Linked DNA regions of Zea mays: regions 2 and 3 are each linked to region 1. A link is a contact called in public Hi-C data. All regions are on one chromosome and are shown on one strand. The core of a region is the stretch at or near the end of the contact, and the rest is flanking DNA. Distances in the headings are between cores, read along the strand shown. Region 1 holds the start of LOC100273088 (Protein BTR1). Region 2 holds the start of LOC100276462. Region 3 holds the start of LOC103627905 (DEAD-box ATP-dependent RNA helicase 48).

The links. Hi-C and Micro-C count contacts between places; a contact is called where the count stands out from the background.
Region 2: a contact with region 1 is called in a Hi-C map of bundle sheath, with 2.3 times the contacts expected there. The contact joins the promoter of LOC100276462 here to the promoter of LOC100273088 in region 1. A contact is called at or near these places in 2 of 25 Hi-C or Micro-C datasets (bundle sheath and leaf).
Region 3: a contact with region 1 is called in a Hi-C map of endosperm, with 2.2 times the contacts expected there. The contact joins the promoter of LOC103627905 here to the promoter of LOC100273088 in region 1. A contact is called at or near these places in 6 of 25 Hi-C or Micro-C datasets (ear, endosperm, leaf and 1 more) and 1 of 3 datasets of contacts at active chromatin or transcription factors (leaf).

What each region holds. Positions count from the first base shown.
Region 1 is chr5:224,728,547-224,731,655 of Zm-B73-REFERENCE-NAM-5.0, reverse strand. LOC100273088 (Protein BTR1) reads right to left here and starts at 1,594. Exons shown (of 8, transcript NM_001254882.2): 1 at 1,371-1,594. The coding sequence starts at 1,470. It also overlaps the pseudogene LOC103628911.
Region 2 is chr5:224,924,865-224,927,973 of Zm-B73-REFERENCE-NAM-5.0, reverse strand. LOC100276462 reads left to right here and starts at 1,414. Exons shown (of 1, transcript NM_001150248.2): 1 at 1,414-1,961. The coding sequence starts at 1,516. The coding sequence ends at 1,767.
Region 3 is chr5:224,860,643-224,863,751 of Zm-B73-REFERENCE-NAM-5.0, reverse strand. LOC103627905 (DEAD-box ATP-dependent RNA helicase 48) reads left to right here and starts at 1,495. Exons shown (of 10, transcript XM_008648219.3): 1 at 1,495-2,797. The coding sequence starts at 1,749. It overlaps LOC100284132, which reads right to left and starts at 1,536. Exons shown (of 6, transcript NM_001367008.1): 1 at 1,257-1,536; 2 at 962-1,121; 3 at 693-880; 4 at 478-601; 5 at 185-318. The coding sequence starts at 1,487.

The DNA.
Region 1 (3,109 bases), core at 345-2,844:
TACGTAGACAAGTGTACAGTGCTAAGGTACCTTTCAACAAGAGGAATATAAATGATCATAGAAACAACTTTTAGTCTATGTGCAATTACTTGCACAGAGTCATAGATCCCAAGTAACATGGTTTAAGCATCACCAATTAGCGTATTTTCACAAACATAACCAGTTGAAAACTTTAGTATCCCAACATTTTCAGGATAGCAGGCACTTTTGGCATAATTATTTCCATCCAATGACCTGCACTTAATGACTTAATTCAAACAGGACCATATATCTGTAACTGAAACTTCTCTTTAAAGAGAGAGAGAAGGGATAACTTATAACACTAAGTTTCGGGAGTGCCATCATTATACTAAGGTCATTCTCAATGGATAGTTTCATCGCACTGTTTTCAAGGATGTCATATCAACATTTCTCTAGGTAACTATGTATCTAGAGTTCTTCTTAATATAATGATACGCAGCTCTCCTGCGTTTTCGAAAAAAAAAACTATGTATCTAGAGTTTCATCCCCATAAAACTCTCATCTTTCATGAAACTCCCTCATATCTCTCTTCATTAACTTGTATGCCATGTCATCCTGTTTGCTTAGGTGGCATGTCATTTAATAAGAATGAAACTCCTATAAAACTCACACTGAGAATGGCCTAAGAATAAGTTTAATAATATAGCCAACAGTGAGCTTTATAATGTTATGTCATATATAGACAACTAAAAACATACTCATATAATAACTCTCTAATGATATAAGTTGTACATTTAAAAATGGGTCCATCTCTTTCTCTCACAAATTGTATTAGAGTCCGTGAATAGCCCGCTTTCAGCTGGCTACTTAGTGGGCAATCCGCTTTCCTTCTCTCTCCATTTCTCTTTCTTCCACGTCACCATAAATAACGTGGTGTCACATTTATCATGGCATCCTGCAGTTAAATGTCCTAACTTAAGCCTGTCATGCCCAGATAATAACCCGCATCATTATCAGCTTCCAGTACATTATGTGCAACACATGATGTGCACCGGCGTCAGCAATCCAACCGAGGACAAATATTATTACAGATAAACCAGCACTGAACCGAACGTCGTCCGCAGTGACGTTTATCATTAAGATTGGAAGTGGAGACAAAGGGCAACCCCGTGAAGGCGATCCTATGGGAAACGCAGCTCAAATCGCAGCGCGCCGATGGCGACGCGACACTGGCGCCGGCTACTGACAGATCTCGAGGCATCGGGGCGGGAAGCGGATGCCCAGATCTCACGGATCCAGGCACACGAGCTCATGGGCCACGTACATACAGACGCCGGGGAGAGCGAACCTGCCAGCACCCCGCTCGCGCGACGGGACGGAGAAGGGAGAGGGAGGCGCGTGGCAGTTACCTCCTTCCTCGGAGGGAGGCTGCTGCTGCGGTGGGGAGCGAGGGGCACGCTTGGGGGCGGATTCCGGCGAGGAGGCGTAGGGCGAGCCCGGGGCTTCCATCCTCCGTTCCTTTGGCGGGGCGGGGCGGGGCGGCGGCGGTGGGTGGCGGAGGCCGATGCGGGAAACTCTAGCTAGATCTCCCTGGGCCTACGCCATGGCTTCCAAGTGAAGTGCGGAAGGAGAGCGATGGAGCGGGGGCTGGTTGGGCTTTTTTTTTTTTTTGGACTTTATGGGTGGACCGTTTTCTGTTTTTGGGCTTGCCGTCATTTGCGTGCTGCTTGCTCCCCATTACCGCGAGTCCGTCACAGGGTAGAAAACCGTTTCTGGTAATCGTATCATTTTCAAAAATTATCATATTTCAATTTTAAATTTCAAATATCTATCAATATGTATTATAGTCGTCATTGAGTAGATTAATTATAAAACCAGGTGTATATATATATATATATATATATATATATATATATATATATATATATATATATATATATATATATATATATATACTACTTATTAAGACGGTAAGAGTAGTCTGCCGTTCTGCGATCTTAGCCGTCCATTCTATCCTGTAAACAATCTCAACCGTCTGATCCCGACGTCCGATCCCGCACAGCCATCAGGCACGCAGCGTCCCGGCCGCTTGCCAAAAACCCTAATCTCCAGCACCCGCCGGCCACCGCTTGCCTCCTCTCCTCTCCAATTCCTCCACCTCCTCTCCAGCGTGGCTCGCGAGGCCCGCGCGCCGGTGCAGAAGACCTCAAACAGGGGCTGCATGTGCTCCGGGAACGGGGAGGATGGGTCCGGGGAGGGGGAGTCGTGCGCGGGCACATCCAGCGCGTGGAAGTACACCGCCGCGGCGTCGGGCCCCCAGCCGTGCAGGCGCGTGCGGACCTCCCTGAGGCGCGGCTCCGGCGCGGCAAAGTGGACAGGAAGCCCCCGCGATGTGAGGAGCAGGGACAGGTGCAACAGCTGGTTCAGGTGACCCTGCGCCGGGACGACACCGTCACGATGGCCACGGCGGCGGAATCCATCCGCCGGGCTGGGGGAGGCCTTGGATTGGATCTGTCGGCAGCTCGCGGCGCCGCAGAGACACCGTAGTACACGACGGCACATGCAGAGTCAGACTTCGAGGTGGGGCTGTACCTCGACACCATCTGGATGCCCGCTCCCACCCTCGGCATCTCTTCCTTCCATGTCGCCACCAAGCCCAGCTTCCATAGGTACGTCTCTCGTCCTCCAGGATCTTGTTCCCCTCGGCTCCCCTGTGGGGGTGTGGTTCGACTGGGCACCTAATAGGGTTCTTGGAGAGCGGCCGGTCCATGGCACAGCGGGGCGAGCTAGGGCGGCAGCTCCCGCTGAGAGGCCCCCTCAAAGCCCTAGAGGCAGACATCCACCACGCTAACGCCATGTAAGCATGGATACTACTCACTCCACCTTGGATTGTGCGCTATTTTGGGCAATTCCTCCTTTGCTTGCGCGTTTAATTAGATTTTTTTCGAATGACCACACACGCTGAAATTGGGGAAAGTGCGATGGAGGTATCCCAGTTTGGAAAAGGACGTAATTTGTCCTTGAGTAAGGAACCTTGTAGCGTGGACTCCTAGGGTTGGTAATTTAGTAAATTCACCCTTGTTAATCAACGAAATGAGTAATTTAGGGAGTTCACCTGCGGTTATGCTAGGGATTAGGGGGAAAACCC
Region 2 (3,109 bases), core at 165-2,664, 200 kb before region 1:
CTTCGGGCCGGCTCGCCAAACACGACCTATTTGGCCATCTATACATCCACACAATAATTATGGTCATCGTCTCAGTTGCCATCGCCTCGTTTGTCATTCTACTTCTTTTCTCTCTCCCCTTATGCCTCCACGTCCGCGCCACTCCATTCTCGGCAGAGGGCGTAGGAGCATGCGCCTCTATTCGTCCGACATCAGCCCCGATACCGATTCGCGCAGTGGCTATTGCACGTCCATGAGGACGTTTTACATCATGCATGCACCATCGTTTTCGCCGTCATCGGACGTCCCATTCATCTTCTCGGCTTTCGCCCTGTTCTTCCTCCCCAACCTGCTGACCCCGCCCACGGTCGCAGCCATGAGCCGACCGACGCGAGCCGGTCATGCCTCTTGCCTTTCTCCGTACGTATCGTCGAGGAGGACATGGTGGCGTCTACCACGCTTAGGTTATCTTGGCGATGAGGAGTCCAGTTCTGAGATATTGGACAACCAAGGTCCATAGCGTGGCAGCAGTCGGATATGCTACAGAGTTGGTGGTGGTGTTGTGTTGCTTCGGCGGGTTCAGGGTTGAGAAGACACTCACATCGCCCTTGTCAGATTGACGCCTGGTGCGGGTGCCTCTCGGTTTGGAGCTGCTCCGGTTGGACTTCTTTCTTCGCTTGCGTACTCTCTCCCTATATATCTAGCGGTGTACTACCTATGTCGCCTCTAGATGCCCAGATCTTCGTCGTGTCTTTCTCCGGCAACGAACGGGTATGTTCGACTCTTCCCTTCCCCTCCTGCTCTACGAAACCTTGGAAGTGAGGGAGGCGAGGGATGTGGATCTCTGATTTGCTGCCTGTGGTACCTGTCCGTTCATAAAAAAATATTATGCGAAAAGCGGAGACAATCAAATCTTTTTGGTGGATAATTTGCGTGGGTATTATTGTGAGCCGCCGCAACGCACGGGTAACTGACTAGTATGTGTTTATGTTAATTATGGATGATTTTTACCGAATTAATTTTTATAAAAGCTGGTGAAAAGCTGAGCGTTTGTGCAGTCCGTTGCTTTTGGTTAGAAGCTGAAAAAAGGCAAGATCTGACATGAGTTCACGTTTTTAATTTACAACGAGGAGGATCGTTGCAATCTAATCTGAGACCTAAAACCGGCAGAATCAATTGAAATCTAACACGAGACTGCTTCGAATAGCGCATGTATTGCAACTGCAGGACAATGTTTGCTAGTAAATAATAATAATAATAATAATAATAATAATAATAATAATAATAATAATAATAATAATAATAATAATAATAATAATAATAATCGATGGGCATTCAGTTTTGCTGGGCTTGCCGGCCCTGGCCGGCGAGGCGAGTAGGCGACCCGGCGTGCGTTGGACTCTCTCTCTCTCTCCCCCTTTTCAACGCGGTGGAGTCGAGCCGAACTCAACCCAACTTCTCTCCCTCTCCCTCGCCTGCCTGCCGTTCCGCGTTTGACCAACTCCCCCGCACCGTAACCCTAGCAGCAGATCGGCCATGGAGAGCTGGGCGACCTGGGTGGGGACAAGCGTCACCTCCGCCTTCTTCGCCTCCCTCGAGCGCTGCTCCTGCATCAACCTCTCCACCGACGACGACGACGACGACGAGGACCACGACGAGGCCAAGGACCGGCCCCTCATCCTCGCCGCCGCCCCACGCCACGACTCCGCCGCCAAGCCCGATCCAGACTCCGCCGCCGAGGACCAGGACGACCAGAAGCAAGAGCAGCCGCCGCTGCCGCCCGTATGAATCGAACCCGATTCCTTGCTTGTACTAGCTGCTACTGCTGTTATGTCGCCAAATAAAGTCGTGTGTGCGTGTGCAGTCAGTACTACTGCTCTGCTGCTACTATCCTAGTCCTAGTATATTAGTATATTATACAGTCCTCTGTGAAATTTGAATCGACTCGAAAACCAAACCCCACCAACATGAGCTTGTTAATATTTGTCCTCCCGAATCAACCAGCGCTTGTTAATAATGGCTGATGATGCATGCTTCTACTATCCTGCCTGCACTCTGCAATCACTTTGAACTTGAATTTTCATGTGTAGTGTAGTGAGTAGTGCAGATTTGTATATAGATGTGGCTTGTTGCTGCTTGCTGCGTAGTAAGTAAAGTAATCCATTCACTGGGAATGATCTTCCGATGGTGTTCATGAAAATAGCACCATCTGTACTTTCTATCCAGCGGTGCTTGCAATAATAAAGAACGATTAAAGGTTTCCCCAGTTGTCTGGTAGGAGAGTACCGTCTCTGAGTAGTAGGAAGTTCTAGTAGTATTTGGCAGAGACCAAAAGCAAGCATTGTTGTATTAGTGGGTGGATGCTGAAAAGGAGTATTTGCTACGATAGAGTGCCACATCACAAGCACAGGGAGATGACGGAGAGGATTAGAATACCATTCGCAATAGATAGCTGATGCTTTGATATATTAGTGAGAGATGGAGATAGTTATGTTAAACAAGGATATTGCGGACCATATCAATTTATTTATGTGACACATATGTTAATGGTGAATGCAAAAATTGCACAAAAAAAAGTTTCCCTTTCTATATTTTTTCTTTTCAATTAGTGAAGAAAACAAAGTTTTACAATAAATTAGAATATCGGAATATCGACAGCCTCCTACAATGTTATGGGGCATTATAGACATTCCAGAGCAATTCTGTAGTTTCATAGTTGTTTGAACCAAACGGCTTTATGCTTTCTCACATCCCGCAACAGCCTTGCCTTTTTTTTACAGTTCGTAGTCCATAACCGTTTTTCGATAGCCAGGGGTGAAAACATGTTAGGTATACTCGTGGAGTATCAGATACAGATAATATAAATACCCATTTTTTATACGAATTCAGATACTTTTATATTCGCGGCGGATACAGAAAGTACCTAGATAATACAACTTCGGATTCAGGTCGAATATAGGGTCGAATATAGAGCGAGAACTATCTGGTAAACACTCGAATATTCGGGTCGGATACAAATACAAGGGTTTCAGGTACCCATTTTTCTTTTTCATGTATAATATTTTTTTAATAAAATTATAACTTTTACATATGAACTCGGACGAAGATAAAGTTTATATGAAAATCGTAT
Region 3 (3,109 bases), core at 246-2,745, 130 kb before region 1:
GATGGAAAAATGAAGCGGCCCCAATGCTCATGTTGGATACTATTTCAATTGTAAAGTCAAGACCACTTCGTATCTAAAACACCATGCTTGTTGAATAACTGTGTTCTAATAGTACTCATGTGCTAACACTAAACTGGCAGATATATGGATGCTTGAATGCTATATTCCAGAGGCAAGATAATACCGATGATGCAGACACAGATTTGATTATACTGGGGTTATATCCACGGACAACAGCAACAGACTCAGCCATCTGCAGTCTTGATACCCTATCTGGACCACCGACATTCAGGAGGACCTGGACTTTTTTGCCATCATCTGAAGCATGCGCTTCCATGCCAGTCACCATGGTACAATGGAAAGCAATTGGTAAGAGGAAAAACACTAAAATCGAAACGTTATATCTGATCTGGAACACGTTAAAATTGTTTAGAGTGAAACACAAGAAAGAGTATTGCTGAACTCAAACGGTCATACCTGGGAACCAAGTCTTTGTTAGTGACAAAATTACGTCCACCATATCTTTGACATAGACAGGGCACCGGAATTCATCACTGAAGAACTCAACCTGTTGGCCTTGTGAAAGAACACCATCCATCCACTGTATCCAAATGGCAAGTACTTTTCTTATAAGTTGGGGGGGGGATAGCAATAGCATAACTATTGGTGAGTAGCGAGTAGTGCATTTTTACCTGAATCGGAAGGGATTTTGCCACAGGAGAGATTGTTTGTGGCCCATATATAATGCTGCTTCTCAAGATCGCATAGTTCGAGCATTTCTCAACGATTAGTTTCTCCGCTGCAACTTTAGATTTTCCATACATGTTCACCGGCATTGTCTCGTCCTCTTCTTTGTAGAAGGATTTCACCCCCTCATAAACTATCAGTACAGGAGAGGCATAAGAGTCTAGGATGTACATACATGCACCACAGATAAAAAAAAAATGCCTGAGGACTGTACCTTGATCGGTTGAGAGCTGAATCAAAAGCGAGTCTTCATTCCCAAAACTTAGCAACCAATTCACAAGCGAAGAAGGCACATTGGTAGCCATAGCAGCAGGTGGATCCAATTCGCATGCCCGAGGAACTGACATCGCAGCACAGTTGACAACCACGTGTGGCTGAAACATAACATGTGGTACAAGTTAGAATGCTCTGCTAGTGGAGATTGGAGAACTAATGTAGTAGAACCAGTAGTAAGAGCACAAGTTCGTATGAAGCAGAGAGCTGCGGTGGGAATGCGGACGCGTATGTACCTGGCCAAAGGACGCGGAGATCGCCTCGAAGCCGTCGCCGGAGCGGAGGTCGGCGCGGAATGCGCGGACGGAGGGGAGCGTCTCGAGGAGCGGCTGCGGCGGGGCGGGGCTGTGGTGGGTGAAAGCGACGTCGAGGCGGTCGACGGTGGAGGACGCCGCGAGGAGGTGCTGGCCCAGGTAGCCGCTGCCGCCCACCACCAACACCCGCTTCCTCTCCTCCTTCCCCGCCATCTGCTGTGAACGCGATGCGAGAGATTTGCGAGGGAGCTCGGCTTCGGCGGCGGACCGTGGGTCGCACCCACCCACCCACCCTTCATTTCAGTTTCAACTGAGAGCGTGATACGTGTCCTGCTGGGGGAGGCGGAAAGCCTACTACACTCCTGAAGTGCGGAAATCCAAAGTGTGTTGTGTTGCGTTGCCTGAATGCCTGCCCGCCGCCAAAACCCATAAACCCTACCCTCTACAGCGCCTCCGTCGCTGCTCCCGGCGGCGATGGGGGGTGGGCCGCGCACGTTCCCGGGCGGGCTGTCTAAGTGGCAGTACAAACGCATGCACGAGAAGCTGGCGCGGCAGAAGCAGCGGGGGCTCCTCCGCCACGAGAAGCAGCTCTACCTCGCCCGCCTCCGCTCCGAGATCCGCGCCTCCCGCCTCCCTGGCGCCGCCGCGGAAGCTCCACCGGGGGGCGAGGGGCCCACCTCGTCGCGCGCCCACATCCGCGCCCTTGCCGACCGCTTCCGCAGGCCCGGCGCCGAGGACCTCTGGAACGAGGACGACGGGCCCCTCCGCCGCGTCAAGCGGCCGCCCACTGGGATCGCGTCGGGTGTCCGGCACCAGCAGCAGCAGTTGGACTCGGGGAAGCCCCGCGGAGGACCGAGTTGGGAGGACCTGACCTCTCTGGATCAACCGAGGCCTTTAGACAGGGGAAAAGGGCCGACCTCGGCCGCGTTCAATCCGAGAAGAGAGTACCTAACGGTGGTGGCGCCCTGGTGCCCGCGTTGGGATCCGCGACCTCTCGGTTTCGTTGCTCCCAAAAAGTCTTATCCGGTGATGACTCGTTGCTCCGTGAGTTGCCAGCCATGTGTCGACCTGAGGCCATTGGTTGCTAGTGGGCTTACTGAGGATGGGAATGGAAGGAAGGACACGCCATTGGCACAGTTTAATCAGGAGAGGTTCTACTCGGTGGCTGCGAGGCGATTCGGCAGGAAATGGAGACCAGATTCGTCGGACCAGGATGACAAGGGCACGTCTGCGCCCAAGAAGAATCTGAGGTTCGGAAAAAAGTTTGGGGCTTCGAGCGAAGAGGATTCAGAAATTGACGAGTCTGGGGACACAGGTGCCATCAGGAGGAGGTGGAGCAGTGCTGCTCTCAGGAACTGCGATGTGAAGAAGGAAAGGCGGGTGCTCAAGTCTTACGAGGAGGAAAGCAATGATCTCGCGGGTAGAATCCAAGAGCTGCGAGAGGAGATTAGAAATAGGGAGGTTTTGGGCACTGAGAGGAGGCGTTACGAGTCCAGGGGTGAATCTCTGCTTACCAGTAAAAGGTCACACTCATATCTCATTATATTGTGTACTGTTTATATTTTCTGTGTAGCCTAGGAACTTCATAGAAAGTTGTATGTGTGTGGGCTGTTCATGAAATTTATGTAAAGCAATGAAATATTCTTGAAATGTGTGCATCATATTTTATGGAATATTCTAGTTCAGCTTTCTGGAGTTTCGTTTCATCATATCACACTGATCTTTAGCATAAAAAATTAACAATAACACATAGAGTCGAGGCGATACCAATCGCTCATCACTGCACATCATCATACTTTTCCTTTTGACTCAAGGTTAATGAAACGTTGGTGCAT